Linked DNA regions of Bos taurus: region 2 is linked to region 1. A link is a contact called in public Hi-C data. All regions are on one chromosome and are shown on one strand. Each heading gives the region's core, a stretch centred on a gene start, on an enhancer-like site or on the middle of the called end of the contact. The rest is flanking DNA. Distances are from core to core; before and after follow the strand shown. Region 1 has its middle 130 kb from the start of TRNAY-GUA. Region 2 has its middle 97 kb from the start of TBL1XR1.

What was found. A called contact is a pair of places that touch in the nucleus more often than the background predicts.
Region 2: a contact with region 1 is called in a Hi-C map of blood, with 2.9 times the contacts expected there. The contact joins two enhancer-like sites. A contact is called at or near these places in 2 of 11 Hi-C or Micro-C datasets (blood and skin fibroblasts).

Annotation. Positions count from the first base shown.
Region 1 is chr1:89,929,950-89,936,517 of ARS-UCD2.0, reverse strand. No RefSeq gene overlaps it. Among named protein-coding and RNA genes, the nearest start is that of TRNAY-GUA, 130 kb to the right of the region's middle. Within about 2 kb of position 4,182, at least 45 of the 102 cell types and tissues checked have an H3K27ac peak or open chromatin away from gene starts, as enhancers often do. A contact at or near this core is called in blood, where this site is marked.
Region 2 is chr1:90,018,116-90,024,683 of ARS-UCD2.0, reverse strand. No RefSeq gene overlaps it. Among named protein-coding and RNA genes, the nearest start is that of TBL1XR1, 97 kb to the left of the region's middle. Within about 2 kb of position 4,298, at least 33 of the 102 cell types and tissues checked have an H3K27ac peak or open chromatin away from gene starts, as enhancers often do. A contact at or near this core is called in blood, where this site is marked.

The DNA of each region.
Region 1 (6,568 bases), core at 2,933-5,432:
AAGTTATTAAAATTCATTTTTAAATTCCCATTTTTCCATGGTAAACCTCTGAGAACAGAAGTTCTTATGATAACTCCACAGTCTCGTTCATGATTCTTTCACTTTGCTTTGATTTTCTTTAATTGTTATTGAGATCCAGGAGTTTAAAAAAGCAAAATTTCCCCAAGTGGTGGGTAAGTTATAGGTATAGGACCGAGAAGTACAAACAAAACGGCAGGTTCCATGCACCCAGGTGGGCATCAGCTTCAACTTCCTGAGTGGCGCCTGGTTAAATCAAACATGCTTGCTTTCCCATCCTGCTTTCCAAAGCTTTTCCTGTTTGCCAATATGAGTTCATTCAGTTTGTTTGTTTGTTCAACCAAAATTTGTCAGACTCTTATTATATATTTGTTGGGCTTGAGCTGACTTTGCATTCATGACAGCAAGGGTTACATTTGAATCAGAACTCAGACAATAATGTTTGGTCTGCCCAGCACAATGCCAAGCACATAATGGAATTGAAATGTGTGTTTTTGAATGAATGAAGGAACTCCCAGTTTAGCGTGGAGATTGCCCCGAATACAAATAAACTGGTATAGTGAAAATATGGAGAGAGTACTGTAGAAATATCTGGAGCATAAATATATGTTCTTTTTTTTACCCGAGCCCATTTGGTCTTATTGCTCTAAAGACACTTTCTCTGTTGGACTGTAATTTGTCTACGTATGGCTTTCTCCCCCATTTTGGGGCAGAACAGAGAATGTTTCCTATTAGTCTTGGTATCTCTAGCCCTCGGCATATGGCCTGACACTCAGAACAGAGTCACTAATTCTGTATAGTTTCCCCCACACACCCCTGCCAAAAAAAAAAAAAAAAAAATTAATCAGGAAAAGGGACATTTGAGATGGGCTTGGAGAGGAGACCCTGGTGGTAGAGGGTGGTGAGGGATGGTTCCAAACAGCGAGAAATCATGGTCCTTTGGGTACCAATCGTTTTCTCTCTTGGAAGATGGTCCCATTTAATTTCCTGAATCACTGTCATGATTTTGGATCTCTTTTAGCAATTCAGTTTTAATTAACTTTTTAAAAGCCCTTACTACATACACATCTACATAGCAAAATGGTCCTGAGCCAAGATTTTTTTCTTATATAATGTTATGTTCTTCTCATTTCTTTGAACAATTATTCTGTTGAATGCCTTGAATACAAAAGAAGAATATAACAAAAACAAAATAGTTGCCTAACATTTCAACAGAGGTTTTTATCCTGCATAGAATGAATAAAGAGAATTGTTATTATTATGACTTTTAGCCATTCCAGGTGGAAGGATGATCTATTTTTCAAATAATTTTTTAAAATTAAATGATTTCTTCTTCATAATTGGTGATCAAATTCAGCTAACATAATTTATCATTGAGCTGTATGCATTGCATTGGTTTAAAGAGAATATTAACAAAAAAATTAGAATCTCTTTATTTCATTTATTATACCAGTGGAAACCCACATAAGGATTCAGGAAGAGTATTTTATCCTTTTTCCTTTAGACTTACAGGCTTTGAGTAAATTGCATAGGAAACTTTTCTCATTGAATATTGGAGGTCATCTTTTAGTAAGCATGGCACAGAATGATTCTGGGCATTACGAATTCTAGGATATAAATTACAAGAGCTTGAAGATAGGAATGACTTTTGTAGGCAATGCATTGCACAAGGAGCAGAGTGGAAATGTCATCACTTATGTTTTATTTTGGAGAAGATCATCTTCTCAATTCTTTCAGTTCCTACTTTGCTTTCATAGATTTTGACATAAAATAAATCTCATATTCTTTGTAGATACAACATAGAAGTCTAATATTTCAGAATTTAGAATAAAACTTTCATTCTATGCTTTTAATAAGATCTTAAAGCATTTAGGAAGCATTAATTAAGCTTTACAAAGCAACTCTAAGATGATTTGATCAATTCAAAAACAGTTATAAAGTTTGTACTCAGCTTTCAATTACTGTATGTCCTAGTGGAGAAAAAGCACAGATAATACCCCCAAAACATTTCTATTGATTGAACAGTGGTACAGATATTTTTAAAAATGTGGCTAGTCCAAAATCCTTTATATTTGATCAGAATGTGTTACATGATTTTTAATGAAATCATATGAAATATACTATCATATTTATGCTTTAATTAAATGAAATTTATGGTGAAGTCATCTCCTTGTATATATTCTGATTACTGAAAGGAAGAAATAGCTGTGTGTCAGGCTGATTGTCAGAAGTGGTCCAGAGATGTGTGTTTTTGTCTGCAAAGTGAAATCACCTATAGAAGGTTGCATTTCATATTACTTTAGAGATCAGAGAGCTCTCGTCCTAGATAAACCACATCAGCATGAGACCAGCTCATTTGGTAGGTAAAAATGAGGTCTACTATAGTGACAGATAATTTGCTGGCAATGGTTAATAATGTTACTATTTACAATTGAGAGGAAAGAGAGGGGCAATGAAATTTTTTTTACAATGAAAGAACGTTTGAGTAAGTTATGTCCCATCTACCTCATGTCATGCAACGACCACTAAAAAATTGTAACTAGGTGACAACAATCTCAACCAAGAGAGACAGCGCTTCTTCTAGGCTATGTCTTTCTCTAGTTCTTGTTTCTGGGTTGGATGCCCCTTCTGCCTGAGATTGAAGGCGACCTATTGTCTGTATATTCTTCATTATAGTTCCTCTGAGAGATCCTGTGCTGTTTGACAGTTGGGACCATGGCAATATTATTAATCATTTTATTTCCAAATCCTAGCCAAGTATTTGGCCCATGGTTGAGTGTGTGTTAATTGTTCAGTTGTGTCCGACTCATTGTGACCCCACGAACTGTAACCTGTCAGGCTCCTCTGTTCATGGCATTTCCCAGGCAAGAATACTGGAGGGGTTGCTATTTTCCTTCTCCAGGGGATCTTCCTGACCCAGGGATTGAACCTGGGTCTCCTGCATTGCAGGCAGATTCTTTACTGTCTGATCCATCAGGGAAGCCCATGATTATCACTCACTAAATACTAATTTCAGTCAAAAAGGATGTTACGATTAATAATACCAAAAAAAGGGGCTTCCCAGGTGGCTTCAGTGGTAAAGAATCTGGTTGCCAGTGCAGGAGATGCAGAATACACAGGTTCCCTGGGTTTGAAAGATCCCCTGGAGGAGGGCATGGCAATCCACTCCAGTATTCTTGCCTGGAGAATCCCATGGACAGAGGAGCCTGGAGGGCTACAGGCCATAGGGTCACAAAGAATCAGACATGACTGAACAACTAACACTTTCACTTTTACAATTATGTATCTATTTGTGTGATCTTATTTTTTTTTGCTGCTGCCTCCATGTAGGCAAACACTATGCATTTTTGTCTTGTTTTGTCATTGCTACTCTATCCTCAAGCTTAGCACAGGATCTGTTACATAATATGCATGTGTATATATTTCTTGCCTGGATAAATGAATTCATTTGTGTTCATGCATGCATTCCCAGTGGGACTGAGTTAGCAGGTAGAATGATCACACAGAGCTTCACCGATGGGGAAGAAAGCAAGAGCACAGTTATCAAATGAATATGAGTTGGGGGCCAGAAAAGGACGCCATAGATGTTGAGACTCAGAATCAGGGGTCAGGGTTACCTGTCTCTCTTGCCTAAGGGGACAGTGGGTCCAGGGCCTTTTGGTTTAGGGCTGAGCAAAGATGTGTTCACAGGTGCTTTCAGCAGTGTGCAGAGGTCTTGGGACCCTGTGGTCTGGAAGCCACAGAGGGCTGACGTAGTGTGTTTTGAACATGTTTGGTTCAGTTCATCACTAAGCTCAGAAGGAGTGCATGCAAGGTTCTTTTTCTCCCCTTCCCTACCTCAGCCTGTATTAAGATATCTGAAGTCAAGGAAACCCCAACAATCATCCAAAAACTTCACCACCACCCCAGCCCTGCTTCTCCAAACAGCATTAGTGTTCTTTTTGCCTGATACACACACACACACTCATGAGGTGGAAATTTGTAGGTTTGTGCACAGAAAGCATGTTGGGAAAGCAATACTCGGAGTCCTTCCCCTTCCTTGAGCAGGCCTTCACAAAAGAAAGCTTTCTGTTACTTCTGCAGGAAGTTGCGGAGGGAGGCCTAATAGGATTCTTTTGCACACAGCTCGCCCTGTGCCGAGGTGAATCATACATTTCTCTGATCAAGCCTTGCTGTCAGTGACTCAGGCCTCTCACGGTGTCCCCTGTACCCTTACCCTGGGCTGCCTCTCAGCTGTGGCGCGCAGCCTCTCTCATTCACAGGAGGGCAGATGCCGTCTTCCAGTCAAGTTCTCTCTCCAATAAACCACTCTGCTTAGGGCTCACCCTGGTGTGATAAAACTGTGGCGGGCCTAATAATAGAAACCACAAATCCTGCCTGCCAATCCTGCATTCTAACCTCTAATCCACTTGTAGCAAGGACAAATGTTTTCAGGAAAATAAAATGACTCTGCGTAGAGCACAGTGACACAACAGCCCCCGTTGTCAAAATTTCCACCCAAAAGCCTAGAAGCAAGGGGCTGGCTTCTACACTCCTCTCCTCAGTCGCCATATACCTGGTTTCAGCCTTCCTCTAATTTCTAATACAGCCTGAGTGACAAAAGCAATGAAAAAGAAAATGAAAAGAGGACACGGGCAGGAGGAGGAAAGATACATACAATTTCATCATTGTTACAACTTATTTAACGATGGGAATTTGTCTTCTGTCATTCAGTACAAGGCAGAGAGCCCAATAGAAGTTCGGTGTTAGATGAATAGGACTCTCACGTTAATCAAACGGAAAGTTGGCTACGTGGGTGGATTCCTTAACTGAGTGACTGGATTTGAGGACCTGCGGCAGCCAGCACAGTGGAAAGTATCCTCAGAAAACCCAAGAGTGAGTCCCAGCTCACCACCCACCAATCAGATCTGGTTCCGAGAGACAATTTATTTCATCCCTCCAGCCTCGGAACTCTCATCTCTAAAACAGTGTTGAAAGTAACAGACCTATTGGCTGCACAGAGCTGATGTTGAACCGTGGTGAGAGAGAATGTCTAGGAAATGCTGTGTAAACTGTAAATCTGTCTGTAACTAGGAGGAATGATTATCACTGGACACAGATCCATCGATTGTTTCTGATTGGCTGTACACAGAATTAAAGGCCCCCAGAAAATAGCTCAGCCTTCCTCTCTAGCCCCCAGAAAATAGCTCAGCTCTTCCTCTCTAGTTTGACTATTCTACTCAAACCTTGCCTCTCACCCTTCAGTCCTGAGGGTCTCCAAAGACCTCTGGCTCTCAGTTAACTGTTACACCCCCAGCCAGCGGTAGGGCAGGAGTTCCTGGTTTGATTTGTGTTTTAACCAGCTCGGCCCTGCTGCGGCTTGGTCACCAATGTGCTGTCACAAAGACACAAACCAGAGTGGAATTAAACACAAACTATGGTGAGAGAGGAGTTCTGAGAAGAATCTGATTTAACAAATGAGCTATGTGAACAGGACTCGGAAAACTGTGACTGCAGACTTCTCTCAGGAGCTCGAACTTTCTCAGTTTTGAAACACCACATTTACTTAGCCTGGTGGTGAGTGTCAGTGAATTAACAATGTGCACTGAAGTCTCTCAGCTGGCAGTGTGATAAAATTTAAAATATTTTTCTCGTTCAGTATCATGTTAGAATTTTCATGGCATTAATGAAAGGACGTGATGCAATGGAAAAGGATCTGCTTGCTAATACAGGAGATACAAGAGTCTCAGGTTCGACCCCTGGGTCAGGAAGATCCCCTGGAGAAGAAATTGGCAACCAACTCCAGTATTCTTGCCTGGAGAATTCCGTGGACAGAGAAGCCTGACAGTCTACAGTCCATAGGGTCGCAAAGAGTCAGATATGACTGGGAATACACACACACAGAATGAAATGAATAGTAACGCTGTTAGGAAGAGAAAAGTGTTAGTAGCACCCAGGTCTCCTGCATTGCAGGCAGATTCTTTACCATCTGAGCCACCAGGGGTTGAATGTATTTTCAGGGAGTTTTGGGGCGGTTCATTCTTCTCTTTTGAAATGCATGACAATAGATTTATAATTGAAGAAATAAAGAAAGAGGTCAGGAACAATCAGCACCTGATCATTGGAAGACAGCCACTTACTTTTTTTTTTTTCTTTATAGATAACAATTTAGTAGTTTCTTGTATATCTTTCTGATATTTTTATACATATCCAAGCAAATACAAATACATAATCATATGTATATGAATACATCTCCCCTTCCCCCCACTTCTCAAAAGGTGAGTCATCCAGTATTTTATGTCAGAACACTTACAGCCATGTTCAAGTAATAATAATAAAACAGCTATAAGAGAGTAGATGTTTTTGGCCTAGACTTTGGCTGGTTATAACTTCTGAATGTGAGAGTCTTGGTGGTTACAGATACATATCTTGCTGTAGTACTTGCTAATCAGAACCAATCATTTCCCTTGGTTCCCAGAGGCTACCAAATAATATACATTTGCCTTTACCCTGCTCTGCAGTGAAAATAAAATCAGAAGAGAAAGAAGAAGATATGAAGTGGAACAGTGTG
Region 2 (6,568 bases), core at 3,049-5,548, 88 kb before region 1:
ATGGAAAGCCATCAGAAGGTTTTGAGTGGAGAAATGACTTGATCCAACTTCTCTTTTATTATGGGCAGTGTCGAGTGCAGTTGTGCAACAGTGGGAAGGGGACAACTGGTTAGGGACTAATGTAGAAATCCCAATGAGAGGGTGGCACGTGGGGGATGGTGGCAAGACCTGGTTAAAAGATGCTAAACTCTGTGCACATTTTATTTATTTTTAATTGGAGGATAATTGCTTTACAATGGTGTGTTGGTTTCTCCTGTACAACAACGTGAATCAATTATAAGTATATATATACATATATCCCTCCCTTTTGAGCCTTCCTCCCACCCCTCTAGGTTGTCTCTCTGTGTACATTTTATTTAATTTTTTAAATAATTTTGTTTATATTTATTTTATTTTTTGGCTGTGCTGGGTCTTCACTGCTGCATGGGCTTTCTCTAGTTGTGGCAAGCAGGGGCTACTCTTCATTGTAGCAGGCTTCTCATTGCGGTGGCTTCTCTTGTGGCAGAGCACAGACTCTAGGGCTCACAGGCTTCAGCAGTTGCAGCACATGGGCTCAGTAATTGCAGCCCCCAGGCTCTAAAACACAGGCTCAATAGTTATGGTACACAGACTTAGTTGCTCTTGACCATGTGGGATCTTCCCAAGTCAGGGATCTAACTCACATGTCCTATATTTACAGGTGGATTGTTTACCACTGAGCCACCAGGGAAGCCCTCTGTGTACATTTTAAACAAGCATCAGAAAATATACTTGTGGCATGAGAGAGAAACACAAGAGTCAAAGATGATTCTGAGATTATAGACCAAATAAGTAGAAGAATGGAATGGCCATTTATCAAGATGGAAGAGACTGGGAGAGGAGAAAGTTTATGAGGGAAAAATCAAGAGTTTTGCATTAGAGTTTGATGTGCTGATCAGACATCCCCTTGAAGACATCAAATAGGCAGCCAGAGACCCAAGTCCAGTATTCAGAGGAGGGATCAGAGCTGAAAAACATCATGTTGGGACTCATCAGTTAAGTAAGGATATTTGAAATCATAGATCTGGATACAACTGGCTAGAGAGTAAGTGTAGGCTATAAAGAGCTCTCTATTATCTTATACAGTCTCTGGCCCCAAATATCTCCCGGGCTGTTGATGGGCTCAGAAGCCTAAACGTATTTTATCACTGGTGGATATAAGGTGACACTCTATCTGGACAAGGACATTGTTGAAAAGAAACCACAGATCATATTAATGGCTACCAGTTATTGAAGCTTGTTGCTTGTTACCAAGCACTTTTATCTTTGCTGTCCTTAATTTTCTCAAAAAACCTGGAGAGGTAAATAATATTGTTATCTCAGTTTGACTCATGAGGAAACTAAAGTAACAAGACCAAATAGCTTATGGAAGTTCATGTGCCAAATGGCAAAACAAGAATTTACACTTGAGGCTGTCTGACAGCCCTGTCTGCTCTTCCGCAGAGTGAAACCAAGCAGGTCACGGCAAGAAAGTGCAAGTCCTTCCATGAATGGAGAAGAGAGAAATGTAAAGTGGAAAAAAGGAGAAACTGCTTGAGGGAGGAACCACATCGTAATCTCAGTTATGTGACCCACAGTTTCTAGATTAGAGTCTCCAAAAATTATTTACTGAGTGCAGTGGTTATAATCAATCAACTGCATTCACTCGTTTGCACTCTGAGCTGTTAATATTAGTCCATTTACACAAGGAAGGAAGGATTACATAAGGAAGACCTTTGTGCCACTTACTCCCTGCCTCTCACCACCGCTTCCCCTGCCCCCACGTGGCAATTTAGCTGTAGACTGTTCTTAAAGACAGATTTTGCGGGCAAAGAAGGCAATATACAGTAATTCAGTTTCCTTTATTACAAATTTGAAAACCTAGCTTTCCTTTAAGCTTTCAATTTCAAGTTCCATATCTAAGTCTCTCTTTTAAGTGAATGTTTACAATTTAGTTAATTAAATTCCTTTGAATTATTAAACTGCATTTATACATTTAATATATTCAATCTTTTTAAAATACTTTATTACTCAACAAACAAAAGAATCACAAGTCATGCTCATAAATATGATAAATTAATTTTAAAATAGGATGAATCTTATTCTTTTGAATATTACAAAAATACAGATTTAATAAACTCATATCTTTTCATTAGAAATCACAAATCTAAAACAATGACAGAGCTTATGGAGATAGTTTAAATTGGCATCTCGAGGATAACCTGTTAAGCATTCTAAAATGTCAAATTATCTTAAACATAAATGTTTATAAGACCAAACACAAATAGGCACAAATTATTTCTAAGCATAGAATAAAAAATTTACTTTCGTAGACTTGAAAAGTTTAAGTAAGTAATGAGATACTTCTTTGTTTAACTTGATGCTTTACTGGGACTAAAACAAACATGCTTTAAATAAAAAAATTCTACTGGTCCAGGTGAGTTAGGATGAGTGGCTAATCGTCCTAAGAGGTTCTGGCTGGATATGTAGACATTAGGGTAGCATTTCTCATAGCTGATAAAACATACTGAATCCTCCTTAATGCCAGTCAATGTGAATAACAAATTATCGCCTGCAAATGGCTAGTGGTCTTGCCGCTGTTCCTGTTCACAGATTCTGCCTGCATCTATTTCTTGCAAGTTATTTGTATTTGTGCCCCTACTGCTAGATTGGGGCTAGTGGTAAAGAACCCGACTGCCAACGCAGAAGACTTAAGAGACACAAGTTCAATCCTGGGTCAGGAAGATCCCCTGGAAGAGGAAATGGCAACCCACTCCTATATTCTTGCCTGGGAAATCCCAAGGACGGAAGAGCCTGGCAGGCTACAGTCCATGGGATCACAAAGAGTTGGACACGACTGAGCAACTGAACAGAAAGCACAAAGCACTGCTAGACTGCTGACAAACCTAGCTGAATTCAACCGATTTATGAACTATTTCATTCTGAATTTTATTGTTTTTCATCTCTGATGAGACTACAATTCTTAAAGAAGTTAACTGTGCACTCTCTCATGTCTGTGACTGGCTCTGCAGTTCTGAACACACACACACATACACACACACACACACCTTCAATAATGGAAAGAGAGCAGCCTTCACTTTATAAGAATATGCCAAATGCCCTCATTTAAAGATTTCTCAAACTGTGTTCCATTCATTGTGGACACATCGCATGTGGTATAGTGAATAAAAGGGTCAACATTTTAAAAGTTTGGGAAATCTCACATGTTAAAATATCTTCTAGATGTTTGCAATGTTCGTTAGCATATTAAAGACTGAGAAATTTTGCAGTGTGAAAATCTTATAAACCCACTGAACCCCCTTTTTAAAGACATATCTTTCAAAGTCTTGCCAGGCTAGCATTCTGTGAAACATATCTGGTAAATTGTGTTCAACTTGGTAAAATACCTTTAATTCTTGATCTTTTATTTGTTTACTTTTTGGAGATTCTAGCTTAGATATACAACTAAATGGACTTCCTAATACTTTCTTAGGGCTTCCCAGGTGGCTCAGTGGTAAAGAATCCACCTGCAAATGCAGTTGATGCAGGAGACATAGGTTTGATCCCTGGGTCAGGAAGATCCCCTGGAGGAGGAAATGGCAACCCCCTCCAGTATTCTTGGTTGTAGAATCCCAAGGACAGAGGAGCTTGGGCTACAGTCTGTGGGGTCACAAAGATTTGGACATGACTGAGCACATGCAATACTTCTTTTCCCCTAAACTTATCCCACCCTGCCATAGATAAAATTCAACAGTTGCAGCTCTTCCCCACAGGGGAAACTGCTCTCCCAGGGGAAAAAGGCAAGAGAAACTGTGTGTCCTGTGGCAAGTCCCCTCCAAAGAGAGAGGGGAAGTCCCTGAGTACCTTGTGCTCACTCATTTCCTTCCCGCAGGCTTGAAAGTCACTGTCCTTTGCAAAGACTCAAAGAATGCCTCCTGAGGCACAGATGCCCCCATCCTTCTTCAGCTTTTGATGTTGTGATCTTCCTTGAGCAACACAAAGGGAAGACTGTGAATGCCAGAACCAGGTTATTGTTGAGTCAAATAAAATGCACTTGATTTTAGACACATTTAGTGATAGGAATAACCACCACAGGGCTAGGTGAAGGGTCAGAGGAACTGAGTTCTAGATTGCAGCTCCACTTAAGTTGTGTGTAATCTTAGACAAAGCATCAACCAGCTCAGCTTCCTCATTAATAAAAAGGGAGGACATGAACAGCATTGTTCCAGAGTCAGGATTCAAAACATTTCTCAGCCAGTTCTGGCCACACAACATCATCCTGCCAACTGGCAGCCTCACAGCCTATCTCCATCACTCAGTCAACATCTATCGGTGCTACCACGTGCCAGCTACTTCACAGGGCTGACGCATGCATCTAATTAAATAATGTTTGTGAAAGCGGATCACAGCCTCCTTTCAAAAGCAAAGTATTTTTAGTCATTATTATTCTGTGTAATAAAAGGTATAAAGAATAAGAGAGATGGGAAGCTTCTTAGACACGTCTCACATGTTTCTTCATCTTGCCTATCCCCCTAGGGGCAGCAATATTAACTTTGAGAACAGAAGTCACTTCAAGCAATAGCCAGAGGAAGTGGAGACCTGGGCCAAGACCAGCCTGAGACACAGCTTAACCTCAAAACATCAAACAGTAGTGAGAGCGAGCATGTTATTGAGTACTTACCATGTGTTAGGTTTCTTGTTCAAAACCATTTTATGCAGATTAGCATTTAATCCTGGCCATACCTGGATGAATGTGTGTGTGTGTGTGTGTGTGTGTGCATGATCAGCCCTGTTCTACCGTTTGTGACCCCATAGACTATAGCTCACCAGGCTCCTCTGTCTATGAAATTTCCCAGGCAAGAATACTAAAGTGGGTTGCCATTTCCTCCTCCAGGGCACCCTCCTGATCCAGGGATCGAACCTGCATCTCTTGTGTCTCCTCCATTGAAAGGAAGCTTCTCTATCACTGCTCGCCCTGGGAAGCCCAGCTGGATGAATGAGGAGCTATTATTATCCCCTGTCCAAAGATGAGGAAACCGAATCACTGGCTGATTCAGGGACTTGCCTGAGGTTCCCTAGCTAGTAAATGTCAGCACTGGATTTTCTTTTAGGCAGATGAGTTCATGTCCTTAACCACGACTCCACACAGGGGTTGGGGTGGGAGAGAACTGCAGCTGCCAGAGAGCATTCTGGGTCACAAACCACACCTGGAGGTCCTGGGAGGCCTGAGAGAGGAAGTCTCAGAAGCAGACATCTCCACAGCTCTTAGAGGGAAGGCACAAGACCCTCAGTCTCCAGAAACTCCTGGCTGGCAGGAGCCCTTGCCCACAGGCATTGAGAACTGGGGCACCCACAGCCTGAGGAGGGGCAGCTCCAGGGCATAGCATGAGGTGGAGTCGGGGAAGGGGGCAGGAAGAAAGGAGGGGAGGAAAGGACTGCAGTCCTCCATCCAGCTGGGGAAAGGCAGCCAGGTCAATGGGTTTGCCTTTGGGTGGGAGGATTAGCTCTACTGAGTAAATACACCTGGAGCTGAGGGCTGGGGTGGGACTTCCTCCTCCTGAGGCGTCAGAGATGAGTTACAGAGGAGTGAGGGCAGAGAAAGGGCCCTGGCAGGCTGGGAAGCTGGGGACCAAACTTACTGTAAAGGGCTACTGTATCTAGCCCTTAGGCTTTGTGGGTCATGTTCTTTGTCTCTCCCCCTTCTCCCCCCGCACCCTCCCCGCCACCTTTTAAAAAGGTATACACAGTTCCTAGCCCAGGCTGTGACTGAATTTGATCTGCAGGTTACAGTTTTGCCAACCTTTACTCTGGGCTGCCCTCATGGCTCAGATGGTAGAGAATCCATCCGCAAAGGAGGAGACCTGGGTTCCACCCTTGGCTGGAGAACATCCCCTGGAGAAGGGCATGGCCACCCAGTCCAGTATCCTTACCTGGAGAATTCCATGGACAAAAGAGCCTGGTGGGCTATAGTCCATGGGGTCACAAAGAGTCGAACACAACAGGGTGACCAACACGTTCACTTTCTTCTTTCAACTCTCACTCTAAATAAATCATCGGTAAACCTCACGTTTTACCTGAGTCTGACCCTGCCCTCCTCTCCAAAATTGGCCATTGACCTTGAACTAGGAATCTCCAAAGAATTGGAGGGACCCTGCTTGGACCTTATTCAAGGAGTTGGATGAGGAAAAGGGCGTAGGATTCTAACTCTGGTGATGCTTCGTGAAATCTGAGTGAGGTGTGTTCCTCTGAGGTGCCTGAAGACTAACTCTTTTTGGCCACCCAAAGGTTGGCTCTGGAGATGTTTATGCCATGCACAGCTGCACACGTGAGCAACTCTGCAAGAGTTAGGTCCCATGCCACATTCCATTTGAGAAGTGATGCCTGAGACGATATTGCAGAGCAATGATACTTGGTATTATTCTATTTCAGGGAAAGTGAAGGAGCCACCTTTCCCTCTTTACCCCAGAATGGAATGTCCCGATGTTTTTGAGAAGAACCTGACCTTAGCAGGAAGAGACTGTACCTTTAAGTAAACTTGGCTCTCGGTCACAATGTCTCCTTTGAAGAGCCC